Linked DNA regions of Sus scrofa: regions 1 and 3 are each linked to region 2. A link is a contact called in public Hi-C and HiChIP or PLAC-seq data. All regions are on one chromosome and are shown on one strand. Each heading gives the region's core, a stretch centred on a gene start, on an enhancer-like site or on the middle of the called end of the contact. The rest is flanking DNA. Distances are from core to core; before and after follow the strand shown. Region 1 holds the start of LOC100127131 (tubulin alpha-1C chain). Region 2 holds the start of DDX23 (probable ATP-dependent RNA helicase DDX23). Region 3 holds the start of KMT2D (histone-lysine N-methyltransferase 2D).

What was found. Hi-C and Micro-C count contacts between places; a contact is called where the count stands out from the background. HiChIP or PLAC-seq counts read pairs in DNA pulled down with a chosen protein or histone mark.
Region 1: a contact with region 2 is called in an H3K27ac HiChIP or PLAC-seq map of alveolar macrophages. The contact joins the promoter of LOC100127131 here to the promoter of DDX23 in region 2. A contact is called at or near these places in 1 of 47 Hi-C or Micro-C datasets (heart right ventricle) and 1 of 2 datasets of contacts at active chromatin or transcription factors (alveolar macrophages).
Region 3: a Hi-C map of skeletal muscle shows a contact between it and region 2, with 5 times the contacts expected there. The contact joins the promoter of KMT2D here to the promoter of DDX23 in region 2. A contact is called at or near these places in 2 of 47 Hi-C or Micro-C datasets (liver and skeletal muscle).

What each region holds. Positions count from the first base shown.
Region 1 is chr5:15,151,494-15,155,932 of Sscrofa11.1, reverse strand. LOC100127131 (tubulin alpha-1C chain) reads right to left here and starts at 2,417. Exons shown (of 6, transcript XM_013988248.2): 1 at 2,334-2,417. It overlaps TUBA1B (tubulin alpha 1b), which reads left to right and starts at 2,313. Exons shown (of 4, transcript NM_001044544.1): 1 at 2,313-2,417; 2 at 3,761-3,983; 3 at 4,133-4,281. The coding sequence starts at 2,415.
Region 2 is chr5:14,908,433-14,913,154 of Sscrofa11.1, reverse strand. It overlaps DDX23 (probable ATP-dependent RNA helicase DDX23), which reads left to right and starts at 3,414. Exons shown (of 17, transcript XM_021091587.1): 1 at 3,414-3,551.
Region 3 is chr5:15,089,280-15,094,102 of Sscrofa11.1, reverse strand. KMT2D (histone-lysine N-methyltransferase 2D) reads left to right here and starts at 2,481. Exons shown (of 56, transcript XM_021091593.1): 1 at 2,481-4,071.

The DNA of each region.
Region 1 (4,439 bases), core at 1,168-3,667, 240 kb before region 2:
CTGATTCCATAGCCAAAGCAATAACAACCCAACAATGATCACTTTACTTGTTTATTAAAGTAATTTTGGGTAACTGCACGGCCTTTGATTATCTGCTTTCTGAGCAAGGAGGCATTTGTATGATAGCAAATACCACCCGTTGAACATAGATAAGTGTGTCTAGAGAAACAGACACTCAATTACACAAAAATGGGGAACAAGTCCATGACTACAACTTTCATTTGATGACCTGCCTGATTTTTTTGGCCTAGTTAGCAGTTACCCTCAAGTATGGGCTCCTGGTTTAGAACCATCATACAAAGTGCTTTGTGTTTATTTCCTGTTAAATCTTTGTAGAAATGACTTACCCCGTAAAGTGATGCTAGCTCAACGCTTCAAGACAATCTCCAATGCTTAAGACCGTGGTAAGATATAGTTTAGATGGAAATGCCTAAGAGTTCGCCCCCCTTCCTCACTGTGGCCTCAATTATTTTAAATCTGCACTTTCCCACATGGGAGATGACAACCAGGAAAGGGTCCTTTTGGCACCAAGGGGAAAGATCTTGATCAAAGGGGGTAAATGTGTGAAATTCCTGTTGTGGCTCAGTGGTAACAAATCTGACTAGGCTCCAAGAGAATGCAGGTTTGATCCCTGGCCTCGATCAGTGGGTTAGGGATCCATCGGTTGTTGTAAGCTGTGGCATAGGTCACAGACAGGACTTGGATCCCACATTGCTGTGGCTGTGGTGTAGGCTTCAACCCCTAGCCTGGCAACTTCCAAATGCTGTGGGTGTGGCCATAAAAAGACAAAAAAAGGGGTGGTAGTGGTAAATGGATACATTAATAAAGGGAACTTTTTTTTTTTTTCTTTTTTTTTGGCTGTGTCCTTAACACACAGAAGTTCCCAGGCCTGGGATTGAACCCTTGCCATAGTAGTGACAACAGTGGATCCTTAACCTGCTGAGGAAACTCCAGGAAACTTCATTTTCAATGGAGTCAGGAAACCCTGAAGGCAGAACTCAACAACCTAGCACTATTTGCAACCTACCTAATCAGCAGGAAGAAGGATGATAAAAATGTTACTTTTCTTCTGGTTGGTACAAGGGAGGACATTTTCACATAGGAATTTTATCTCTAGCTTTTAAAAAAGTAAGGAAGATCACTGCCTGCCCCAGCAACAACACTAACCACTGCTTGCAGCCAATGAGAAATGGCCACATTCTTGAACTCTCCAAAGAACTTTTCTTTAAACAATCCTCCCCAATTTCTTTCTAAAATCTAATAAAATCCCCTCTCCTTTGTTCTCTGGATTTGTCTATGATTCCCCATAGCTTGCTTGTCCCAATTGCAATTCTCTGCTACTCCCAAATAAATCCATCTTGATGGTAAAAAAAACTGATTTATTTTTTGAGGTTGACAATGTATATAAATGTAAAATACTATGTTGTACACCTGAAAAACAACATTATATGTCAATTATGTTTCAATTAAAAAAAGTTTTACAAAACTCTAAACAGCACAAGGAATCTCTACTTCCTAACATCTTTCAGGATCAAACAATTTCTTCCCTCCCCAATTTTCAATTCAGCTACTAAATCTGAAATGTGCCTTGAAATATTTCTTTCTAAAAGGCCCTGTTCAATGAAGTTGGTTGGTTTAGGTCTAAAAATGGAGACTACTCTGCCCTTTTAACAGTTTAGATGTTCAGTGCTTAGGTACTTTTTGAATGACTGAAATACTATTTGCTTCCAATGTTCAGAACCTTTAGTTCAAAGGACAAGTCACGACGGTAATCCAAATACAACTACGCTGTTTTCTAAACCTTGCTCCTCCACATTAACAGGTAAATGCATTCGCAACTGCCTTTAAAGGAACTGAGAAGGGAAAAAGGCAAAACTCACTGACAAATTATGACAACGTGAAAATAATCAGCTGAGCTATCCAGACCAGAAGTTTCTGCATTTCCTGGTGCTTCATCTTTAAAATTGTGTGCTTCTTAAATCAGGATTCTTCCAAATTAAGGCAATCGAGCCTCCATCCCCGTCTCGGCCTATTCGGAACCTGCGCCCCACCCCCACCCTCACCCCCGCCCAGGCCCCGGCAGCCATGCGCCAAAGACTGCAGCACCCAAGCTCGAAGCCCGCAGGCGCGGCGGACCCCGCCCCGCAAGGCCGGCGCGGGGAGGTGGCTAGGGGCCAGGAGCCCGCCTCTGCGGAGGCCTAGTCGGACGCCGACTGGGTGCGCCGGGCCCGGGGAGGGGCCGGCGGCCATGGCGCCGCCTGCGCCCGCCCGCCCCTCCTCGGACCGCTATTTAAGGGGCTCCCGCGTAGCCTCCGCCTCAGTGCGTTACTCACCTCGACTCTTAGCTTGTCGGGGACGGTAACCAGGACTCGGTGTCTACTCCTGTTGCCTGCGCTTGCTGACCGGTAACCACCATGGTGAGTAGACTGCCCACCTCGCTCGGGAAGATGGGGAAGAACGAACCGGGGGAGCTCGAAGGCTTCTAGCTAGAGAGGGCTGGGGCCAGCGCTGTCCACTTGGAGGATGAAGAGCAGGGCGAGAGCCGAGGGTGGGAGTAGATACTGGAGAACCGCTGGGGCCCGGAAGTGGGAGGCCACCTTGTTTTCTTCTAGGACTCTGGAAGGGGATTGCAGGGCACCGGCTCTCCTTCACTGCGGTTGGGGCTCTCCTTTAGCCTTTAACTCCTGGGCGCGGTGCCCCGAGACCCTGCAGTCTTTTCCCGCGTGTTCCCATCCCCCTCTCCTTCCCCCCACCTCTGGCGGGCGCGCGCGCGGGCTCTCCCCGCCCTCACTTCCTCCTCAGCGCTAAAAGCGTAGGCGGGAAGGAGCTCGACACAAAAGCGCAGGCGCGACCGTTACCTTCCCGCCAGGGAGCGGTGGGAAAGCCCGCCACTGCAGAGTGCGCATGCGTGCTGGGGCGCTGCAGGTCTAGGGTTGGAGGGCGTGTCTCCTGCTACCCAGAGTTCTCTTAAAAAAGTGCAGTAATCAATATGGAGAAGGGTTCCTCACCATTGTGCGGCACCACGGCAGTGTATTAGGACAACTAGCTCTTAAGAGCATCTAAAAGCCATCTGTCCTCTTCTGCCTTAGGAATGTGTGTGGGAGCAGGTGGTGGTGAGGGGTTTTGAAGGAACGGAAATCGGATCTTGGTCCAGATCTGGGCCGCCGATAATCCCCTGCTGCGTTGTGACGGATGTGGAGATGCTGGGCAGCGTAGGACGGTTGGCGATGGCTGCGTCTCTGCAGACGTGGCTGTCACGAGCCTTTGCAGCTGCGCAGCTCAGAGGCTGCAGGGAGCAGCGGGGGCGCGCACGCGCGCACGCCCCCTCTGAATTGCTCATTCATGCTGTGCCGCAGAGCTCCGCCCCTCCTCCCTGTGGCCAGACATTTCCTCTGCACTGCTCTGGCCATGTGCTTCCTGAGCTGGGAGCTGTCCGGAAGTCTGGCCACCTCCTCTAAAATGGGATTCTGAGGCCTGAAGGCTAGATGATGGCCTTCTCCCTATCTTGATCCTTCAAAGGAGGAAGCGATGACTAAGCTCTTCTTGGCCTGGAAAGATGCCTTCTCAATTTAGAGGAGAAAAGGAAATTAATCAAAAGTAATATAGATCAAAAGTAAAGACCTTCTTCCCTAGATTTAAAAGAAATACATTTTCATTCATTTCAAAAGAGGAAATTTGTAAAATTAACCATCCATAAGCATCTGTTCTGCTTCTTTCACCACTAATTGGTTTCATCTTTTTTTTCCCTACTTTCTCACAGCGTGAGTGCATCTCCATCCACGTTGGCCAAGCTGGTGTCCAGATCGGCAATGCCTGCTGGGAGCTCTACTGCCTGGAACACGGCATCCAGCCCGATGGCCAGATGCCGAGTGACAAGACCATTGGGGGAGGAGATGACTCCTTCAACACCTTCTTCAGTGAGACAGGCGCTGGCAAGCATGTGCCCAGGGCAGTGTTTGTAGACCTGGAACCCACAGTCATTGGTGAGTTGACCTCAGGCACCCGAGTGAGATCCCGGAGCAGGGGAGTCTAGGTCAGGAGGTGTGTCTTGGGGGCTCCACGGCAGCCCTGGGGTGGAGCAGGCTTGTGCAGGTTGTAAGTGAGGGGTGGCTGCTTTGTTTTCCTTTTCCAGATGAAGTTCGCACTGGCACCTACCGCCAGCTCTTCCACCCTGAGCAGCTCATCACAGGCAAGGAAGATGCTGCCAATAACTATGCCCGAGGTCACTACACCATTGGCAAGGAGATCATTGACCTCGTCTTGGACCGAATTCGGAAACTGGTACGTTTATTCTCAAGGATAAAGTAAATTAATGCACCTAAGGGAGCCATTTGAAATACGCTCTTTTTTCTTTCAAACACAGAATTGAAATGTGACACAATTCTTCCTTTCTAGGTTTTTAAAAATTCAATTAAAATAGGAAATATTTGATGTCACTT
Region 2 (4,722 bases), core at 2,165-4,664:
CTGCACCCGTGGCATATGGAGGTTCCCAGGCTAGGGGTTGAACTGGAGCTGTAGCGTCGGCCTACGCCAGAGCCACAGCAACGCCAGATCCGAGCCGCATCTGCAACCTACACCACAACTCACGGCAACACCAGATCCTTAACCCACTGAGCGAGGTCAGGGATCGACCCCGAAACCTCATGGTTCCTAGTCGGATTCGTTTCTGCTGCGCCATGACAGGAACTCCTGGTATTCTATTTTATAAAGGAGGAAATAGAAAAGCGAGAGATGCCATATAACTTGCATAAGACCTTACTCTGGTAAGTAGTGGAGTCAGGATTCAAACCCAGTCTCCATGTTAACTATAGTTCCCTGGGCTCCTTACTGCTAGTCATGTTGTACTTAAATAACAGACTACCAGGAGTTCCCGTGGTGACCCAGCGGAAACGAATCCAACTAGTAACCATGAGGTTGCAGGTTTGATTCCTGGCCTCGCTCAGTGGGTGAAGGATCCAGCGTTGCCGTGAGCTATGGTGTAGGTCGCAGACGTGGCTCAGATCCTGCATTGCTGTGGCTATGGCTGTGGCTGGCAGCTGCAGCTCCAATTCAACCTCTAGCCGTGGGAACCACCATCTCCCACAAGTGCGGCCTTAAAAAGCCAAAAAAAAAAAAAAAAAAGAGAGAGAGACCTAGACTACCAGTGGTCCTTACTAGAATGTCAGAGTCCCTCTGTCTCCCTCTCTGGAGATGCATATTTTAGAAAGAACTAGCAGGGTAGGACAAACCATGCAAGCATTCTTTAAGCTCAATATTTTACGTGTGTCTTACATGTGCTCAAGTACTAGGGGACACTAAGTTTTGCCACTATGAACTTGGGCAAGCCTAATTGCCTTTCTGGCTCTCAAATTACTCATCTTTAAAGATGACGGAGGAGTTCCTGTGGTGGCTCAGCAGAAATGAACCCAACTAGTATCCATGAGGATACAGATTCGATCCCTGGCCTCGCTCAGTAGGTTAAGGAGCCAGCATTGCTGTGAGCTGTGGTGTAGGTCACAGACGCAGCTCGGATCCCGCGTTGCTGTTGCTGTGGTGTAGGCTGGCAACTGCAGCTCCAATTGATTCCTAGCCTGGAAACTTTCATATGCCGCAGGTGCGGCCCTAAAAATCAAAATAAATAAATAAATTTGAGTGGCTGCTGTGGCCTGGGTCACTGCTGTGGCACAAGTTCAATCCAGGGAACTTCCACATGCCACAGACATGGCCAAAACATAAAAAATAAAGCTAAATGGGGATTTCCCATCGTGGTGTAGCAAAAACAAATCCGACTGGTATCAATGAGGATGCAGGTTCAATCCCTGACCTCCCTCAGTGGGTTAAGGATCCATCCAGTGTTGCCATAAGCTGTGGTGTGGGTCACAGACACAGCTCGGGTCTAGCATTGCTGTGGCTGTGGCACAGGCCGGCAGCTGTAGCTCCGATTCAACCCCTAGCCTGGGAACTTCCATATGCCATGGGTGAGGCCCTAAAATAATAAAAAATAAAAAATAAGTAAAGCTAATTGAACCTGGAATTGAACACTGGCTCCTTTTTTTTTTTTTTTCTGGCTGCGCCTGCAGTATGTTGAAATTTCCAGGCCAGGGATTGAGCCCGAGCCACAGCAGCCACCCAAGCTGCTGCAGTAACAACCCCAGATCCTTAATCCATGGGATCCTTAACTTGCTGCACCACAAGGGAACTTCTGGCTCTGTTAAACGATGTGGTTTTGGAAGGCGTAATTAATCTTTCTGGGTCACAATCTGCTTATCGGTAAAAGGGAGGTAAAGCCCATCTCATACTGTTTATGAGAAGAAGTAAAATGAATAACGTAAGTTATGCGTCCAACACAGAGGTGGGCACTTAAGAGAGTCTCAGTAACTAGGAGCTGCAGTGCTTAAAGATTCCAGTCTACACCTTTGGTCTGATTGTTAGTTCCATTCTGTAGGTGGAGAGCCCTCCAGTGTTCACTGGGTGAATTACACCTAGCAGATCTCAGACACCTTTTCCCTCAGTTGTCTCTCTGGGGTGCAAGTGAGCAGCTCTAAGGCTACAGAGCTCTAAGAGCAGAAGCGTGCCTCTCCCAGGATTACTTTGGGACCTTGTGTGTGAGGATTACTTGGGCCTACCCCAAAGCTTTGCTTCAGTAGAACTGAACACATATTCGGAGAGAAAAACTAGATGTGAGAAGTTCCCCTGTGGCAGAGAAGATTGAAGATCCTGCGTTACTGCAGCTATGACTCAGGTTGCAGCTGTGGTGCTAGTTCCACCCCTGGCCTGGGAACTTCCACATGCCCTGAGTGCGGCCAAAATCAAAACAAACAGACAAAGAACAATAACAAAAATACACAAAAAAAGACCTAGAGCCATGTGGGATTGAAACCAAAAAGCTAATGAGGGGAAAAAGGAAGGAAGGAGGCAGCATTAGTTACTTCCTGGTGTCTATCTAAACTTTTCTAGAAGTTGGAAAGATTTTTGTTTTTGTTGGCGGGGAGAAGGGGCTGAACTATGAAGCATAAGATTACAGAGAAACAAAGTGAAAGTACAATTTGGGGTAAAAACAAAACAAAAAAACCTCAAAACACCTCATTGGAGGGCTGAAGATAGGGAAGGAGGAAGAAGAAAGAAGAAAAATTACGGGAGTTCCCATTGTGGCGCGGCAGGTTAAAAACCAAAGTGTCTGTGAGGATGTGGGTTGGATCCCTGGCCTCTCTCAGTGGGTTAAGGATCAAAAACTGGCCAGATTCCAAAGAGCAAGAAAGTGAGGAAGGCAGGTCCTATCTGCAATGTTGAGAAAACCAGGTGCCACAGTCCCAGAGCTACCATCCTTCCAGGCGGTCTTTGTAACCCCTGTGTGGGCTCACTTTGAGTTGTCATAATAACTAGGGCGTTACCACGGGGCTAGGATCACTAAAATGTCCTCCTACACCTGGGACAGTCTTCCACAATGAACTGTCCCTCCCTCCCTGGAAATAGTAGCCTGCTCCTGTAACTTAACTTTTGGTTTGTCTACCTGTAAAATGGGGGTAGTCACCTATCTCACAGATTTTTGGTAAAAATGCTTTCCCACAAACAGTAAAGTATTTGATGTTGTTACTATAGTTGCTACTACAATTACGTGCTATTGATATCTAAGGAAGGCCTTAAGTTCCTCCGTTGTAAGCCACAAGCCATGATAATCCTTAAAGGCAGCTGCTAGGAAAGCCAGCCTATTCTAATAGGACTGCGCCCACGGAGAGAACAATTTTCTGAGGAGAGCCGACCCAGGAAAAACTCTTCCTCCCTTCCTCCCGCAGACTCAAGTGTTTCGAGAACCACATTGCCCAGAGGCCCCGGTGGTCCAGGGCCGGCTCTCGCGCCGTGCACTCTGGGATTGGTAGTTCTCTGGCCTCGTTGTCAGCCGGCGCACCCCAGCACCAGGAACTCGTCTTCCCAGCTTGCCGCGCGGCCGGGCGAGCAGCCTGGCGACCAGGAAACGGGAAAGATGGCGGCTGTTCGGCGACGTTGAGGCCGCGTTGGGCGGTTCGAACTGAAGAGTGGTAAGTCTCGGGCGGTGGAAGCGATTCCCACGAGCTTGCACAGAGGGCGAGGGTGAGGGCACGGCAGTGGCCCCTGCCTCCGGGGCGAGGCGGGGAAGAACGCCTCAGGGAAGGGGCATGAGGTTGGAAAGCTCTGCCGAGGGGGAGCGGAGGGGCGCGGGCCCCAGGGGGAGTGTTGGTTCCTGGGGGCACAGGGCAGCTTCCTGGACGTGGTTACGCCCGGACCTTTGCCGGTGGGCACAACCCTGTGGTACCCCCAGCCCGACCTTATTCCTTCATGTTTCGAGTAGCCCTTGCTCCAACCAAATTGGAACTCTGGCTTTTCTCCCAGAACCAGTCATGCTTTCCCGCCTCTGCGCCTCCTGTGTTATTTCTTTTGCCGGGAAGGGCTTCTTTCCGGCACCTTCAATTACACATCTTCAAATTCTACCTATATTTAAATGCTCGAGCCACTTCCTCTAGAGATCTTTCCAAATTTCCCACTTACAAATGAAAGGAAACTTCTTTGAACTCCTGTAATAATTCATCTGAGCCTTCATCTTGGTATGTGGCTCATACCTTCTGTTGTTCTGTAAGCTTCTCGTGGACAGGATCTTCCTGATTTCCTTTCGTAACTCACACAGTGCCTAGCACGGTGCCTGGCATATAGTGGATGTTTGGTAAGTACACACTTCATTGACTGGGAAAAAAAAGACTCTGCCCCTGCCCTGCAAGAGTAGAGGAACTCAAAGATCTGGAGGTTAGCGGTACCTGTAATAAAACTTGCCTGCGTTTCTTGTCTTCTTATTCTCACTTCTAACTCTTCTAAACTCACTCCACTCAGGCTTCTACTCCCTCCATGCCACCGAAACAGCTCTTGTCAAAGGTCACCAACCATCTCTGCTTTTCTAAATGTAAGGGTCACTCCTTCATCTCTTAGTCTTTCTCCACTTGATGCAGATAACCACTCCCTCACTGAAACACACTTTTGGCTTCTGTGACGCCATACTTTACTAATTTTTCTTTTTCTCATTAGTTGTTGTTTCTGTTTTTTTAAATTTTAATTCTTATTTTTTTTTGTCTTTTTGCCTTTTCTAGGGCTGCTCCTGCAGCATATGGAGGTTCCCAGGCTAGGGATCTAATCGGAGCTGTAGCTGCCCACCTACACCACAGCCACAGCAACACGGGATCC
Region 3 (4,823 bases), core at 1,232-3,731, 180 kb before region 2:
GCTGCCACATGCTGACCTAGCTTCCCTCCTGGGGTCTTGGCATTTGCTGGAACTCAGAGAGGATAGGGTTTGGGCTGGAGGAAGAAAGACCCTAGTTCCTAATCATGTAAGAACAGTGAAGTAGTGAAAAGGCAGGGACTAAAGTGTTGTGAAGATTTTAGCTTTCTAAAGAGAGTCGAGTAAAGTAAGAAATAATGCCCTGGGAGTTTCCTGATGGCCCAGTGGGTTCAGAACCAAGCACAGTCACTGCTGTGGCTCAGGCCACTGCTGTGCTACAGGTTTGATCCTGGCCCTGGAATTTCCAAACACCCTGGAGCATGGCCAGAAAAAAAGAAAGAAAAGAGAAAGGAAGAAAAAAATGCCCCGATGTATATCAATCCCCACTCCCCACCCTCGTCTTCAATGCCTTTCATTAAAATGGATATTCTTGGAGTGCTTTTGTGGTGCAGCAGTTAGGGATCTGGAGTTGTCACTGCCGTGGTATGGTTCGATCCCTGGCCTGGGAACTTCCACATGCCTCAGACCCATAAAAGGGATGCTCTTTGCTCCTTTCATACCTTTCAAACATTTGAAGTTGTGCTACCTTTTTTAGGTGTCAAAGGCTAAGTTTGGTCCTACCCGGCCTCTACTCCCTACCCCCCCTGGTAGCCCTTGGGCCTAATTGGCCTAATACCTTCTCCAGGGATTTATAAGGATACTTGAATGGTAGCCTTCACAGGAAGGGCATACCTTTCCTGGCAACTTGAAGAACTTGAGGTACTCTGTCAATGCACTTAGTTGGGGAAAATGGACAAAATGTAGGTGGGGTTTTTAGCTGTGACCTTGTTATTGCCTGGCTCCAGACCAGCCAGCTAGTCTTACAGTTGGGGGTGATGGTATGTCACGCTGGTTTTCAGAAGTCCTGCCAGCTGCTTTTGGAGCTCTCATCCGGAATCTAAAAAGAAATAAGGGCTGCTGGAAGGAGCATATTCCAAAGAGCAATGTCTCAGAGGTTTAGGATTCTCTTTATGGTTGTCAGGTTGTCATCACCCTCTCTCCTTACACTAAAATGACGTCCTTTTGCACATGTGACCTGGAATTCTCATTATGGGTACCTACACTTCTGCTGTTATTTCCATAAGGTCTGAGATAGAATAACACATATCTGAGGTTTTCTAGAAGTGTATCAAACAATCTCAAGGCCTGATTAGTAGTAAAGGACAGTGGTTAATGGTTGGCTTGAAACAGTTACTCTTCCACTTAGCTCTGTGACCTTGGCCAGACACTTAACCTCTCTGAGCCTCTGAACCTCTCTGTTTCTCCTTTCTGAAGTGTAGTTAAAGCTTTCTCACAGGATTGAGGTGAAAATGAAACTGAAATGACATATGAAATGCCTAGGCATAGTTCCTTATATATAATAAACCCGTAAGAAATGTTTGCTGTCATGTTATTGGACGTCTTTTTGGTGAGGGTCTGGCCTGCCTGCCTGCCTCTGGATGAAGACAGTAGGGAGAGGCATTATATTTTCAAATTTCTGTCTCTTGGTGAACCTATTCCACTATATTTGGGATAGGTGTGGGGTCTCTGCTGGACTTTTTGGCTAAGTGCAGGGCACATGTCAGTGTGTGACTAGGACAGGACACGCCTTGTCCTGATCCCTCCTATAACTCTGGTCTAGGGATGTAGGTCTCCTGCACTGCCCAATATGGAAGCCACAAGTCACATATGCCTATTCAATTTAGTTTTAAAATTAAACAAATGAAAAGTTCCTTAGTTGCACCACCTACATTTCAAAGTGCCCAATAACTACATGTGGCTAAGCCATATTAATAGTGTAGATATAGTGCATTTCTATCAATGCAGAAAGTTCTATTGGATACCACTGCAAACCCTTTCCCACAAAACCAGCCCTGCACTTGATCTGCCTGCTTTTCTCCACATTTTAACACACACTCACCCCAGGAAAAACATTGATTTGAATCATGCATGGCTCAACTTCTCACTAGATGTGATTCGTTGGGCAATTTTACCTATTTTAGCCTCAGTCTCTTCATACAGCCATAGTTCCACGTAATTCATAACGAGGGTGAAGAATGAGAAGATATAAAGTATCTAGCACATTGTTAATTTGTCTCCTCTTATCCATGCCGTGGTTACAGCTAATGCAGAGAAGTTATTCCAACCCCTTTTCATCCAGACTAATGGGGGAGGGGTGCCTGCAAGTTGAGTGTTTTGGGATCTTGTCTAGAGTAACAGTATTCTGGCCAGGTAGCAGCAAGGCTCCAAGTTACATCTCCTCTGTTTACTAAAAAAGGGGACATAGGCCCTGAAGATCCGGAGAGAAAGACTAGAGGTGCGAGTAGGAGCACCCGGGAAACTCTACATTTATGTTTTGATGGGGGAGGTGATTGTGGGGGCACTAACAGTCCTCTTTCCTCTCGAGAGGGTTTGAGAGCCAGAAGGAACGACCAGGCACTCGATCCGCTTTCCTTTGGGCCCCCGAACGTGGCAGGAACCCACCCTTTGCAGCGCCAGGCGCCGTGCCTCACTTTCTCCATTTGCGGACTCCAGTTCCCAGGATGCAGAGCAGCGGCCAATCTCCTGGCTCTTCTTCCATCCCCCTCCCGGGGAAGATTGCCCCTGGCCGAGGCAAGGGGCAGTTGGAGTCTCAGGGGCCGAAAACTCCGGGAAAACGGAATTAGAAAGTGGCCAGAGCCCTAGTTTCACTAGCCGGGCGGTAAAAGAGGCAGTTCCAGGGCCGGGGCGAAGAGGAGGGGGGCTTCATTCCCACGTGTCTGCACAGCGGCCGGCCCGGCGCGGTCGGGGTTAACCATTGGCGGAGGGATCCCTCAGCGTGTGCGTAGAACTGCAGAGTCACAGCCTTTCCTCCGAGAGGGCTGGATCCCTCCGCCGCTCCGCTCCAACACAAAATAGGGCCGCGTCTTCTCCTTTCTCCCCCTTCTCAAGTGGGGTTCCCCAGGCAAAAGGGCCCCCAGGATCTCGCGCCGGAGGCTTCCTGAATCTCCACGACCGCTGCCGGGATCTCGGGCCAGGAAATAGCCCCTTCGCAGGAACCACCCTACCGGCCGAACAGGAGGCGGAGGGGGGGAGGCGGAGCGGCGCCGCGCTGCACTACTTTCCTCTCCGGTTGCAAATGGCTGCCTCGTTCCCCACTTTCCGCTCAGTTTCCTGACCCCCCGGCGCCGGGAGCCGGGGTTGGGCCATGCACCTCTAGGCCCCCCGCGATCACAGCCAGCCGGGGGTCGAGGGGGTGCCGCCGATCAGAGCCGGCCAGGCCGGGGGCGGGGCAGCTCCCGAGGCCAGAGGGAAAGGGAGGCGAGCGCAGGGCCTGGAGCGGCCGGAGGGGAGCGGGCAGAGGGCTCGCACCGCCCGCCCCTTCCTCTTCCTCGCCCACCTACCCTCCTCCCTTCCCGGGGGGGAGAAGAAGGTGGGGTGCTCGAAGCCGCCGAGGGCGAGCGTTCGGGGTCGAGGAGCCCGGCGCTGGGTGTGTGTCAGGTTCAGCCCCGCGGCCCCGCCGGCTCCGCGTCGCCGTAGCTCGCGCGGCCCCGGGGCGCCGGCCCGAGCGGAGAGAGGGGCTCGGCGCTCCTGCGAGGGTCTCACGTTCCATCCGGGCCCGGCGCGGGCCGGCGCGGCATTCCTTCCGGGCTGCTGGGGAGGCGCCTCGACGTTCCATCTGGAGAGCCTCGACGTTCCGCCCGAGCCCGGCGCGGGCGGCCGGGGCGCTGGCCCGGCCCTAGGACTGAAAGGCCGCCGGGCGACGCGGATGCGGAGCCTGCTCGCCCAAGATCAAAGCCACCGGTGCTCTCTTTGTGTCCGCTCGGGATTCACCGCCCTGGGGCTGTCCATGGAAACCTAAACTGCTGGAACCCGAGGCAGAGAACCCCTCTTTGGCTTCTTGCTTTTTTTGGGGGGGGAAGGGTGGCCACTCCGACCTGGATTTACCGTTCTTGGCCCCCCTAAGCCCCCCCGTGCGGGGGGCGGCTGTGATCGCTCTGGCGGTTGGAGGTCGGGGAGCGGCCCGGGCTCTGGCCATGTTCTCGGATGAGGATTTCTGGATCGCCCTGTGAAGAGGTGAGTGAAGTCCGCCCGGCCAGGGCCCAGAATGGGTTGGACTGGGGGCATAGCCAGATGGACTATCTTGGCCGGAGCTGGCCTGTAGGTTGGAGAAAGGGGTGCCAGAGCTGAGGAGGGTTCCTTTGGCAGGGTCTGTCAAGGGAACCTGAGCCAGTCGCCAGGGCAGAACGGAGGCCTGGTGTCTTGGGGTGTGCCTCTTTAAAGACTGGGGGTTTGGGGAACCACGGGAGTTTGGGAACCTGGCCAGAAAGCCTCTCTGCCTGTTTATTTTTGTGTTGGGGGGAGCTCTACTAAACTAGGACCCAAGCCCTGATGCCAGCACCAATCCCAGTCAGCTGCTTCTCCTTCAGGGTTCCTTGTGGGCCTTGGGAATGGAACAACTTGGGAGCGGGGGTAGGGTGCCACTGCCAGGTCAGACTTATTGCCAGTTTGGACTTTAAGGTTGTTCTTGCCCATCCGGACACCCAGAGCAGTCTCTGGGAGACTCAGGGAACCCCAGATCCTTCACTAGGCCTTATACCCTGTGCACTGGGGAGAGTGTGTGGAAACTGACTAGTGCGATGAAGGGGGTGGCTGGGGCAAGGAGGAGGCGGGGCTGGGGGCAGCTCTGGCCTTGCTATTCAACTTTAAACTACCCCTGCCTGGCAAAGTGACCCCAGCGAGGCCTAGTGCTGTCTTAGGCTGCTTTGCCTCCCCTCCTCTCGGGATGGACATAATCTCTAGGGGATTATAGAGGAGACCGTTGAGAT